Regions from separate parts of the Mus musculus genome. Here region 1 is linked to region 2. Evidence: chromatin contacts called from public HiChIP or PLAC-seq data. All regions are on one chromosome and are shown on one strand. Each heading gives the region's core, a stretch centred on a gene start, on an enhancer-like site or on the middle of the called end of the contact. The rest is flanking DNA. Distances are from core to core; before and after follow the strand shown. Region 1 has its middle 42 kb from the start of Gm31330. Region 2 overlaps Gm31202 (a long non-coding RNA gene).

The links. HiChIP or PLAC-seq counts read pairs in DNA pulled down with a chosen protein or histone mark.
Region 1: a contact with region 2 is called in an HNF4G HiChIP or PLAC-seq map of pancreatic cancer cells. The contact joins two enhancer-like sites. A contact is called at or near these places in 1 of 15 datasets of contacts at CTCF or cohesin (the NIH/3T3 cell line), 2 of 484 Hi-C or Micro-C datasets (myocytes and ventricular fibroblasts) and 2 of 115 datasets of contacts at active chromatin or transcription factors (fibro-adipogenic progenitors and pancreatic cancer cells).

Annotation. Positions count from the first base shown.
Region 1 is chr10:37,475,619-37,481,831 of GRCm38.p6, forward strand. No RefSeq gene overlaps it. Among named protein-coding and RNA genes, the nearest start is that of Gm31330, 42 kb to the left of the region's middle. Within about 2 kb of position 4,888, at least 39 of the 459 cell types and tissues checked have an H3K27ac peak or open chromatin away from gene starts, as enhancers often do. A contact at or near this core is called in pancreatic cancer cells, where this site is marked.
Region 2 is chr10:37,354,952-37,361,144 of GRCm38.p6, forward strand. It overlaps Gm31202 (a long non-coding RNA gene), which reads right to left. Exons shown (of 3, transcript XR_380243.2): 2 at 6,059-6,193; 3 at 5,747-5,864. Among named protein-coding and RNA genes, the nearest start is that of Gm31202, 6.3 kb to the right of the region's middle. Within about 2 kb of position 2,475, at least 103 of the 459 cell types and tissues checked have an H3K27ac peak or open chromatin away from gene starts, as enhancers often do. A contact at or near this core is called in pancreatic cancer cells, where this site is marked.

The sequences.
Region 1 (6,213 bases), core at 3,638-6,137, 120 kb after region 2:
GTCACTGTGTCACTTTTCTGCTCCTCCTAGTGTCCCCATCACACAGTTACTCGATCCTCCTCTCTGCCTTCCCCTCTGAGGGTGTGGAGTTCCCCCGTGAGTATCCTCCTACCCTGGCACATCAAGTCTCTGCATGATTAGGCATATCCTCTCCCATGGAGGCCAAACAAGGCAGCCCAGTTATGGGAATGGGATCCACAGACAGATAATAACTGTAGGGACAGCCCCTGCTCCAGTTGTTGGGGGGACCTACATAAAGACAGGGCTGTACAATGTGCAAGGGGCCTCAAACCAGCCCTTGTATATTCTTTAGTTGGTGGTTCAGTCTCTGAGAGCCCCCAGCGGTCAGGTTAGTAAACTTTGTTGGTCTTCCTGTAGAGTTCATATTCCCTAGGGGCCCCCTGTCCTTCCCCAACTCTTTAATTCGACTCCTTGAGTTATGTCCAGACTATGGGTCTCTGCATCTGTTTCAGTTAGACAACAGTTACAATTCTTGTTAACTCTGACAACTTTCTACAATAAATTTTGATCATGTATCTCCTCAACTCTTCCCACCAACTCCACCCAGATCAACCCATTTCTCCCATCTTACACGCGTTCGCGACCGGCCAGGAAAGACGCAACAAACTGGAATCTTCTGCAGCAAAAGCTTTATTGCTTACATCTTCAGGAGCAAGAGAGAGAATGGCGAAACCCCATCCCTTTTAAGGAGAATTATCCTCCGCCTAGGACGTGTCACTCCCTGATTGGCTGCAGCCCATCGGCCGAGTTGTCCTCACGGGGAAGGCAGAGCACATGGAGTGGAGAACTACCCTTGGCACATGTGCAGATTATTTGTTTACCACTTAGAACACAGGATGTCAGCGCCATCTTGCAACGTCAAATGTGAGGGCGGCTCCCCACACTCCCACTGATTCCAACTTAACAAACTTTAATAAGTAAAATTTGTTACATATTTAAACAGTTCACTAAATGTCAAGGTTTATACTATGAATGAGTACCCACTTAGCTGCTGTTGACTGAGATTCACAGTGATCCTGGGCACCCCAGAGAATTTGTTCTTGTACTGAGGTTCTCTGCACACTCTAGAGCTCCCACGAGCACTATAGACCTATGGCAGACTTAGATAATTTTCCAGACTTCCTTACAGTAAGACTATGAGCTCTCCAGTTAGACTCAGTATTACAGAGGTCCCCACCTTAAGATCCATGTGTTGAAGCTCTAAATCTCCCTTGTTACTGTATTTGAAGTAGGAAGGTAAGTGATGTAAGGGTGGATCACTGATCCAATCCATTCATGTCTTTAAGAGCCTTTGGGATGTCCTCCTGCTCTCCTTCTCTCCTCTTTTGTTCCTCCCTGCTTCATGAAAAGACAACAAGGCAACTGTCTATCTGCCAACCAGCAAGCAAGAAGATTTCCATGGAGAGAAAGGTGAAACATTAATTTTTGATCTCTAGCTCTATGAGAAAGTACACTTCAGTGATTTAAACCATCTAGCTTAAAGTATCTGGGGTGGGAGCTTGTGCAGACTAAACTGAAAATGGTTTCTCTTTTCCTTCCTTCATTCCTTCCTTCCTTCCTTCCTTCCTTTTTTCTTTTCATTTTTCCTCTCTCTTGGTGACAGGATCCAAGCTAGCTTGGAACTCCCTAGCTATACCAGGCTGGCCTCAAACTCAGAAATGTATATGGCCTTACCCTCTGAGTTCTGGGATTAAAGGCATATGCCACCATTCTCACCAGGACAATTTTCCAAGTGTCTTTTCTTTTGTAGCTCCTGATGACTTCCAAGGATTATAGCCCTGACTTTATTTCTCTGGGATCTTGTCTATATTTTATTTTATTTATTACTCACTATCCTGTTGTCTCTTTGATACTTTTTAATACCAAGAACTACTATTATTACTTTGTTTATTTTACACTGGGATTTTAATGTAAGTTACTTGGATTATAGTTATTAGAAAGAAGTAAATGCAAAATCTGAAGTTCAGAACAACATGCTCATCCCCCCCCCAACAAAACAAAACACACATGAATTCAATCTGACAACCTTCTTCTTCTTGTTTGTCTTGTTCTTGTTCTTCATGTTGTTGTTGTTGTTGTTCTCCTCCTCCTCCTTCTTTTTTGTCTTCTTCTTCTTCTTCTTCTTCTTCTTCTTTTCCTCATCTTCTTCCTCTTTTTCTTGTCTTCCTCTCCACCCCACCCTGTCTCTATTTTCCTTTTTGAGAGACTGGTATGAATTTAATATAATTTAAGAGGTATAATGTTGAGCTATAAATGAAGGAACTCATTGCTTTCTGACTTATTTGCCTGCCACCCTTGTTTATCTTTGGTTCACAACATTCTCTGTCCTAGCAACATCAATTAGTAATGATACAGAAGAAAGAAGATTAATAAGGACTGTTGGTATTGCACACTTTATACAAGATGCATTAAAGAAGAGTTAAAAAAATCATGAACACAGGTGACAAAATTATGGAATTAATCTCTGAAGGAGCACTTATCCAAGGTTATTTCATTAATCCTCACAACATGATCTTGGAGTCTCTCTTTCATAATGGTTGCAATTTACCAGTGGGAAGTAAATAACTTCACTAACATCATCATAGTCTTTGGCTCCCCTGTCTGTGGGCACATGTCTGGGCCACCTCTTCATGTTGAAAGTTTTGTGAATTATGTAAGTTATGCAGTACGCCAGCTGGCTGTGGCTTCCATAACAAAAGGTCACTGACTGGGTGGCTTAAAATACAGAAAGTTATGTCCTTACATTTCTGAAGGATTGAAGTCCAATGTTAAGGAACTGGCCCTTTGGTTGCTTCTTGGATCTTGCTCTGTAATGGGTAGATATTCATACTCAAAACTGTATCTGCTTTGTTTGTCCCCGTGTCTTTGTGATTTGTGTTCAATAACCTATTCTATTGACTTAGGACCTACTATAATGTCCCAATAGTAACTTAATCACCTCTATCAAGGTCAAGTTATGAGATTACAGGGATTAGGCTTTTGTCTTAGGAATTTTTTTTTAGTTACATATTTTCCTCAATTACATTTCCAATGCTATCCCAAAAGTCCCCCATACCCTCCCCTCCACTCCCCTACCCACCCATTCCCACTTTTTGGCCCTGGCGTTTCCCTGTACTGGGGCATATAAAGTTTGCGTGTCTAATAGGCCTCTATCTTTTGATACATATGTAGCTAGAGTCTTAGAAATTTTTAATGAAACACAATTCACCATGGAACACTTAGTGTGACATTTAGAAGTCAGGTTATGTCATCACTCTTGTAAGAGCACTCTGAGGGATGGTAACCAAGGATGGTTGGCATAAAGGTGGTGTTTAAAGAGATAGTGTTAGGATGGTGCTTAAGAGTCTGCAACAACAACATTATGAACTAACCAGTACCCCTGAGCTCTTGACTCTAGCTGCATATGTATTAAAAGATGGCCTAGTGGGACATCACTGGAAAGAGAGGCCCATTGGACATGCAAACTTTATATGCCCCAGTACAGGGGAAAGCCAGGGCTAAAAAAAAAATGGGAATGGTTGGGTAGGGGAGTGGGTGGGGGAGGGTATGGGGACTTTTGGGATAGCATTGGAAATGTAATTGAGGAAAATACGTAATAAAAATATTTAAATTAAAAAAAAGAGAAAATCACAAAAAAAAGAGTCTGCAACAAAAAGTTCTCAATAGTCTTATGAAGTGTGTGTGTGTGCTATGTGATAAATATATGAAATGTATGTTTATATGAGTGTAATTTAAATGTATATGTAGAAACTTATTCATAAAAGCAGACCCATAGCACACCATTATCTTTTGTTAAATATAAGCAACAGTGTTAAAAACCTTCTTCATTTTTATGGACAACTATCCCAATTGTGCATGGTCAGTTACAGTATCACGTACGTAACTGACCTGCACACTGAGTTCTGTACTTGTGTGTAACTGTGCTGTGAAATTTAAAAATGAGATATTTTAATAATATTACCATAGGAAGAAACCAATAAAAAATTAAAGAGGACAGTTTCAGATTTCTAAAAAGGGTTAATGAAACTATTTATCATACATCTTCTTGTGTTAAAATTTCCTTATGTGCTTCATTAGTATTTCCAAGTCATTATCTACTATCCAGTCAGTAATAATGCCTGCCAGAGTTGGACCTTTATCTCTGACTTTGTTGCACTTTTGGCATGAAAGACCCATATGCAGAACAAGTAGAAATACGAATCTCATATGAACTTTTACCCCATTCTAGTAATTGCAGAGTGAGTGTTTCATTAAGAATGCTAGGGAAGATCATTTTTTATAATTTTAATTGAAGGATTCCTGATAGGATGATACATTTAAACATTTATTTCCCAAATGTTCTTGTTTGTTTGTTCTTTGAGAGATCACAGAGATTTCAGGAGGTATGTGGCCTCCTTGAAAAAAAAATAGCCATTGGTGTGTGTTATTAAAACCTGGCATACCTCAGGATGACCTCAGCTTCTTCACCACTGACCCAGCTGCTTCATGATTCTACTACCTCACTCTTGCCTTCTCTACCACGATAGTCCATAAGCTCTTATGCCGAGATCAAAACAAACCCTTCTCATCTTACATTACTTCTTTCAAGTGATAAGAAAATACCAAAACAACCCAACAAGGCAAGATGTCCAAATCATCATACATATGAAGCAGGAAGAATAACTAGGAGACTAGGAGAAGGCAACGGTGACAGCATCTAAGAGGTAAATATAAGGGGAATCCCACTGGAATAGTATAAATTATGAGAGCCAAACATATTTTACAACCAGAGTCAAAAAAATCATATGATTCCTAGGGCTGGCAGGGATCATGACCTGTGCCACAGTAAGGCCTCTGGCACTCTGAAGAGTAAACAAGAGCTCAGAGTGACTCATGGCTTTGCTGTCATGTTAAAAGTTAATATTCTCTTTTGTTTCCACTGTCAAGATTTAGGGATATCTGTGTCATCACAGTACATTTCAAGTTCAAATAAAGAGCATTCCAATGGCTACACCCAGGGAAAGGACAGTGCCGTGTTATGACAAAGCTTTTGAAGCAATCTGAAATCAATGCCTATCTGAACATTAGTGAGAGTGGCAGGTGAGCATGGATACATAACATACAAAAGGAACTGGGGATATGCAGGTACCAAATAGCTTGTTTTAAAGTGTGAACCAACAGAGTGCTGCTTTAGATGTGAGTCCAGAGGACTTTCTGAGCTTGAAGCATTCACTTGCTTTTGATGCTATAGTGTTTCAGCAGACAGCAATCAGGGATGGAGTTTTGAAATCCATGTGTGAGAGCTATGGAGAGTCATGGTCTAGACTCCCAGAAGGAAGTTTCTGTGGAGAGCTGGAGACAAAGGGAGACTGCCACAAGGCAAAGATACACTGCTGGAGTCTTCAGTTACTTTTGGTGGGCTCCTGTGAGACAATATGGGTAAGGTGTTACTTTAAAGGTGCATGGTGTCTGGAGGAACAGGTAACATTAGAAAGAGATTAGCAGTCCTTGGGGATGCTCAGGACTATCCAACTCCTCCTCTTCCTCTTCCTCTTTCTCCTCCTCCTCCCCCTTCTTCTTCCTGATGAGAACATGATGGGAATCACTTACAAGTGAGAGTTTAAAATTCATATAAAGGCTTAAATTTTTCTTAGTATTTGAAGAGATACCAGAGAATAAAATTGCTGACAGTAGGGTCGTTGCAGTGACAGAATCTAGGTCGTGCCTTTCTCTGTTGAGCTGACACTTGCCTTCCAAGAAGGATGGTCTTAGCTTTGTTAATCATTCCAGAACATTCACATTAAAGAATTTTAACAAACAATCATTGATTACTTTTTCTGATTAAAAAAAAATGTTGCTATCCCCAACTGTACATTTTATAGTTTATCTCTTAAGTTAGTTTCCTTAGCACTAGATATTTTTTTCTCATACATTTTTCCAATTGTAGATGTGATAAGGCCATTCTCCCTTTACATAACTAAACCAAAAGTTAATATTATCATTCTACTTATGAAGAATACATGATTGTCCCATCTAAAGCTATATTAGACAGCAATTATTTTGGTATTTTATGACTTTTTAAGGAAAATTTAAAGAAAACTCCCATTTTTAATATTATTTTCTTAAATTTATTATTTTTTTCTGGAATGGAGGAAGAAAAGGAAAACTGATAATTCTGCCCTCTGACCTGACAGCTTGGATTATAATTTTAAA
Region 2 (6,193 bases), core at 1,225-3,724:
CACTCAGGTAGATTATTCAAGGTAATTGCTGACAGCACATAGGTAGTGCCATATGAATGCACAGAAATTCGTGCAACAGGGAGTGGGTACTTAGACTTTGAGTGGAGGGAAGGATTCAAGTAAGAAAGGGTGTATTTTTTGGCAGGAAATGATGTGATGAGAGTATGAATGTATACCCTTTTCTAGAAGGAGCACATGCAGGCCACATGGCTGGAGCATTGCCCTATTTGTGTAGCAGAACCTGACTGAGGTCTGGAGGTAGAGATCACAATACACAACTGAACACCTGAGCACCAGTAACCATTGTTGATATTCTTGCTGCTGAACTAATTACACACACACACACACACACACACACACACACACAGAGTCTCTTATACACACATGTGCACAATACCCATTACCCATATCTGAAAGTGATACAACAGAGATGTTGATCAGGCATCGATGCAGGGAAGACTGACACAGAGCAGGAAAGTGCTAATGACCATCCTCACAAAGCAAACACGGGTTTGAGTTTCTACTGCAGTCATCAGTAACAGGGTGCCTGTCTGCAGAAGGCAATTACTACACTTCCTATCGGCTTCAAGCATTTTATTTTATATTTTTTTCTATAATCATCTTCACTTTCTCCTGTGTCTTCATAGCAAGGTTAATCTTTTCATTCGGGCCCCATTTCCTTCAGCTTTCCCATGGAATAAATCTTCCTATGCCACAATCTTAATGTTGTAGAGATGAAAGGCTTTGCTTTTCCCTCTCTACCTAAATTAACAAAAGACTCACAGTGCAAGGCTGGTGACTTGCTAGGATCTGAGTATATACATTCTTTCACCTGAGAAGCTGGAAATATTAACTCAAATGGTACAATCTAAATAAAAACAGATTGCTCAATATCAAGTAACTTACTTCACATGGGAAACCCAACCCAAATGGGAAGAAAAGGATCATAAAAATAACAATGTCTAGGAAGATTTTATTTCAAAATATAGTTCATGGCCTTATCTATTCACTCCTTTGTTTATTATTGATTGATTGATTGATAGACTCTGTCTTTAGGTTACAATTGCTATGAAGAGACAACATGACTAAGGCAACTTATCAAAGAAAGCATTTAATTGAGAGTTTGCTTACAATCTCAGAGGGTTAGACTATGTTCATCATGGTAGGGAGGCAGGCAGGCATGTGCTGGAGCAGTAGCAGAGCACTTGCATCTGATTCACAAGATGGAGAGAAAGAGAGAGAGAGAGAGAGAGAGAGAGAGAGAGAGAGAGAGAGAGAGAGAGACATGAAGTGGGCTTTTGAAGCCCCAGAGTCCACCTCCAGTGACACACTTCTTCCAACAAGGCCATAACTCCTAATGCTTCCCAAACAGTTCCACTGACTGGGAACCAAACATTCAAATACATGAGCCTATGGGGACTTTTCTGAGTCAAACCTGTGGCAGGATTTTCCCTCTCCAATTACATTAAAATTTTAGTGCAGCAGGAGGCCTGTGATTGGACAGGGAAAAGGGAGGTATAGCTAAGAGTTGAGAGATGGGATGGAGGGAGAGACAGGAAGCAAGATCTATGGACAGGATGATGCAGAACCATCATGGCTTTGAATAGCCATGGGTAGATATGCTACTATATTGGGATAAAATAATTGGGGTAACTTGACTAATCTAGGTGGGCAGCTTGTATCAGTATCAATTGGCACAGAAATTATTGTGTGGCCATCTTGTGAATTGAGAATTTATTGATATATAAATCTTACTGGTTAATTATAAGCTTCAAGACTTTTGTTTTACTGTGTTACTGGAATATGGTACCACAGACCATAGGGGTTTGTGGTTTTAGGAACAAGCCACTGAGGCAAGCGAACTGGAGCTAGGAAGACTGCAATCAATTGCTGCATGGGGCTAGCCATGGAGGCAGTGGGGTTGGCGGGGTAGAGAGTAGCCGGACTTAGTGCGAAAACTTGTTCTCTTTTAATGTTTCCTGCAATACACACCACTATAGGTTCTTACCAGACAGTGTAGTCTAATCTTGAACATACAATCCTCCTGCCGTAGCTGCTAGAATGCTGGGATTATAGGCATGTACCTCCATTCCTGACATTGCTTTAAAACAAAACAGAAAAAAAAAAAAAAAAGGTCATTTCCACTGCTTTATTTGAAAATCCATGGTAGCCAAGGATGGTGGTTCGTGACTTTAATCCCATTGAGTGGCACAGTCAAGATTTCTGTTCATTTGAGGTCAGCCTGATCTACATAGCAGGACAATCATGGGAGAGCACAGTCAGCAGCACCAGTGAATGGGAAAAGATATTGAAGCCTTTCTGCTCTGGTCTTTGACCACGTGCCCAGACCACCACAATCCTACCATTTGAGATACACCACCACAAACACAGTGAAACTATGTACCTAGGGAGAAAACGGCACATGCTGTGGATGGAGGAAAGCCTGAGCACTCTTCATTTTTAAGAGCTGCCAAGCTTTGCTGCTGGCTAATGTTTACATTCACAGAGGAATGTGATTGTAATATTGAGCTCATGCCTCTGGAATGTGCATTTTAATAAGAGAAATGCAGGCTCCAGTGTGATATCTCCATGTCAAGTTTTGCGTACATGAATGCACATACAGACACACACATACACACACACAGAGGCACACACGGAGGTAGGCAAACCTGTGATGTTTTCCAGCTTAAACGGTTGAGAGTTTTTAATTAAATGCAAAGACTAACACTTATCGTGCAGAAGGAGAGGATCTAAGCCTGCAGTGTTTGCAGCCACAAGGGATACCCAGTGTGCATGGGCCATTTTTGAACACTGAAGGAGACAGAAGTACCTCAGGATCAGCTGCAGCATCAACAAATCCCAGTGACCTAGATTCAGCTATAGATAATGAACTGGTGGCCTGTGTAGCTAGCTCTGTACCAACAGCCTGTCTGCAGTTCCATGGGCTGCCTGGCAAACAGCGCTGATCCATTTCACCATGACAACCTTGGCTGCTCTACTAAAGGCTGTGTGCAGGGAAATGCTCACTGTCAGCATTGTAAAGATTCCAAAAATTAAGTTTACTCAGATTTTTTTTTTAAATACACATCTCAAAAATCCAACTAAAAAGACATTCTTTAACAGTGTTGGAAGAGCTGGAGAAGGCAGATGTGCACAAGTGTTAGCCTTCTCTAAGCCTTACATTATCAGCAAAATGATCAACATTATGTCTTACTCAGCCAACGGCATCATGATAAACGTGCATCTAACCAAAATGAACGAGTCACTCTCTGAAAGAGAGAATGTACAAGTCAAAAGCCTAAGGAGTTATCTCCCACTGCTACACATATTCTGATCTTTTAAAATAGAAAATATGGAATCAAATAATTTCACAATAAGTAAATGGAAGGGTTTAAGTGGATTTACTAGAGCCTTGCCTCGGAGTTAATGTGTGCAGAATTGAGTTTCATTGGAGAACGACACTAGTATGCCCCTTGGGGGGGCGGGGGAATGGGTCTGTGCTTTGGTAAAGGAATTCCATTTAGGGAGAGCAATTTAGGAAAATCAGGCCCTGGTATGTGCACATGATCACATTAAAATGTTACCTCGGCTTGTCTGATGAAAACCACAGCCCCAAAGTGATCGCATTTGCAGACCTTTATACTGAACACCATGTGCTGAACTCAGCATCCCCTTTTTGTTGAGTTAGTTCAGGAAGGTAAATCTTAGAACCTCCTGCACTGTTGCTGTTTTGTGCACAGGAAAGGGAGTCACAGCAGGCTAAAGAATGGCTCAGGGCTTATTACCAAGGCTGTAGCTCAGGCCTGAGACAGAGAGTATATTTACTCAGGTAGAGTAGATTAACATGTGAGTTTTGTTTGTTTATTTTAGGAACAGTGTCTCACTTTGTAGCTTAGGTGTGCTAGGTAGGTTTTGTTTGTTTATTTGATTTTGTTCCGTTTTGTTTTGGTTTGGTTTTGGTCAACTTCATATAAGATAGGCTTACTTGGGAAGAAGAAGCCTCATTTAAGAAAATGCATTCACCAGATTGGCCTATAGGAGTCTGTAGGGGGCATTTTCATGATTAATGATTGGTCTGTGAGGACCTAACCCACTGTGGGCAGTGCCACCCCTGGGCAAGTGGTCATAGATTGTATAAATAACAAGCTGAGCAAGCCATCTAGAGTAAGCCAGCAAACAGGGTTCCTCCTCAGCTTCTGTTTCAGTTCCTGCCCCAACTTCCCTCAGCCATAGACTATGATCAGAACACTTAAGCCAAACAAATCTTTTCTTCCATGAGTTGGTCTTGGTTTTTTATTACAGCAAAACAAGCAACTAGGGCACCAGGTCAGCCTTGAGCATGCTACATAAGCCAGGTACTTCCCCTTTGAAGGAAGGGAGTGAGAAAAATCATCAACAGTTTAGGAAAAGCAACACAAGGCAATTTAGGGGAACCTACAAGGAAAACAATAGCATAGCCTGGAAAGATAGATCATTCACTCTCTTCTTTAATGGCAGAGATTGCAGCAACATCCCCCTCAAGTCTTCAGCTGCTAGAAAGATTTTCTTCTTCCCACAGCTGCCTTCTGTCCCAATCCCCATGTCTCCTGGTGAGCTAGAACCAATCTCTATCATGTGTCAGAAGACCGCCTTCCTTTTAGAGAAGTGTCTAGCTCTGTTTTCAGCTGTGTGACTGTTGTTTTTCACCCCATGTCCCACTGTCAGTGAATGATGTGTTAGGTTATCTAAATATGTAATACCTTGTTGTAGATCAACCAGTATTTCCAAAACAATAAACACTGAAATGCATCAAACATGAAATAAACATGAAATTCTTCTCAAAACAATTGAGTGTGAAAATGCAACAAAAAGATCAACTTCTTCATGATAAAAAAAAGTGAAATTATAATCCGGAGAACCATATACTCTCATCTTCTTGCCTCCTGATTTCCTGTTCCATTTGCATCTTTGTTTCCATGATGAATTGCAAGCCTTCTTCATGATGCACCATCTCCTTTGGTATCTGCAGTGCAGGTTGCTCTGTTTGATGCAATTTTCTCAGAGAGTTGGCTTAGGACATGGCAGCTACAACCTCCTGGCATAAACTCTATGGCATTCCTATGAATGATTAAGGTAGATTTGAATCGATCGACTATAGGAGTGATCTGAGGATATCACCACCCAAACTGGGAAGAAGAAAAGGCTCAGATTGCTGTCTTCTTCTCTCCAGAGTAATTTTATGTACTCTGTTCTCCACAGCTCCCGGCTCCCCTCTAGCCTCATCTTCCTCTGTCTCTACAGCAATTGGTTGGTCACGCTATTATTTCCTTTCCCAAGGAAACACAGTCATGCTCTCTAATCCTATATGGGCTCCAACATTTGAATGATTAACACAAGTTCAGGGTTTTTTTTTTTTTTATTATTTTTCTTTCCCTTTTTTAAAATAGTTCTTTGAAAAATTTTAAAAAAATTAAGAGGAATTGCAGAATAAAGATAAGAACTTTTGGTTGTATTTCTGGGACACCCTCCTAAAAATCGCATAAGGTTCCAAACTGTGGTCATACCAATGGCTCTAGTAGTAGGTCAGCAAAAAACCCAAAATATTCTGCCTGTGAGGAAAAGAGGAGATGCAAAGGTGGTAGTGAAAGGAGTCAGAATGCATTGTAGACATGTATGAACTTATCAAAGAACAAATTTACATCAATAAAAAAGGAAGAAAACCCACTTTCTACTTGGAAAACAAGAAATACTCACCATCTTTTCAGAGCTAGGCCATTTGATAGAAAAGGCAACACAGTTAGGCCACTTCTTTAATTAAGTTGTTCAATGGTAATATAGTTGTATGATAATTACTTTTTATTGTGTGACGAATAATAAATGCTCTCCTATAGGAAAAAAAAACCAAAGAATTTATTATACCCTAATACTAAACTCATAAAATAGAAATAATTCTATAAAATAAAACTAAATATCTCTTCATTTCAAAAATAGAGACTATGTTATTTTATCAGATTATCTAAGACCTTTCTCATAAATACGATAGTGTCTCTTTCCCACTTTTAAATCACCATTTACTTACCAACTTTTGTGGTTTGCTTTACAAAGATGATCAGTGACTAGTGTGAACGTAGTCTCTGGGCAGGGCTTCATAGTTCCTGGTCTGAACTTCTGTACAGCTTTAATGGAGTTCATTACATAGGCATGCACTGTCTTG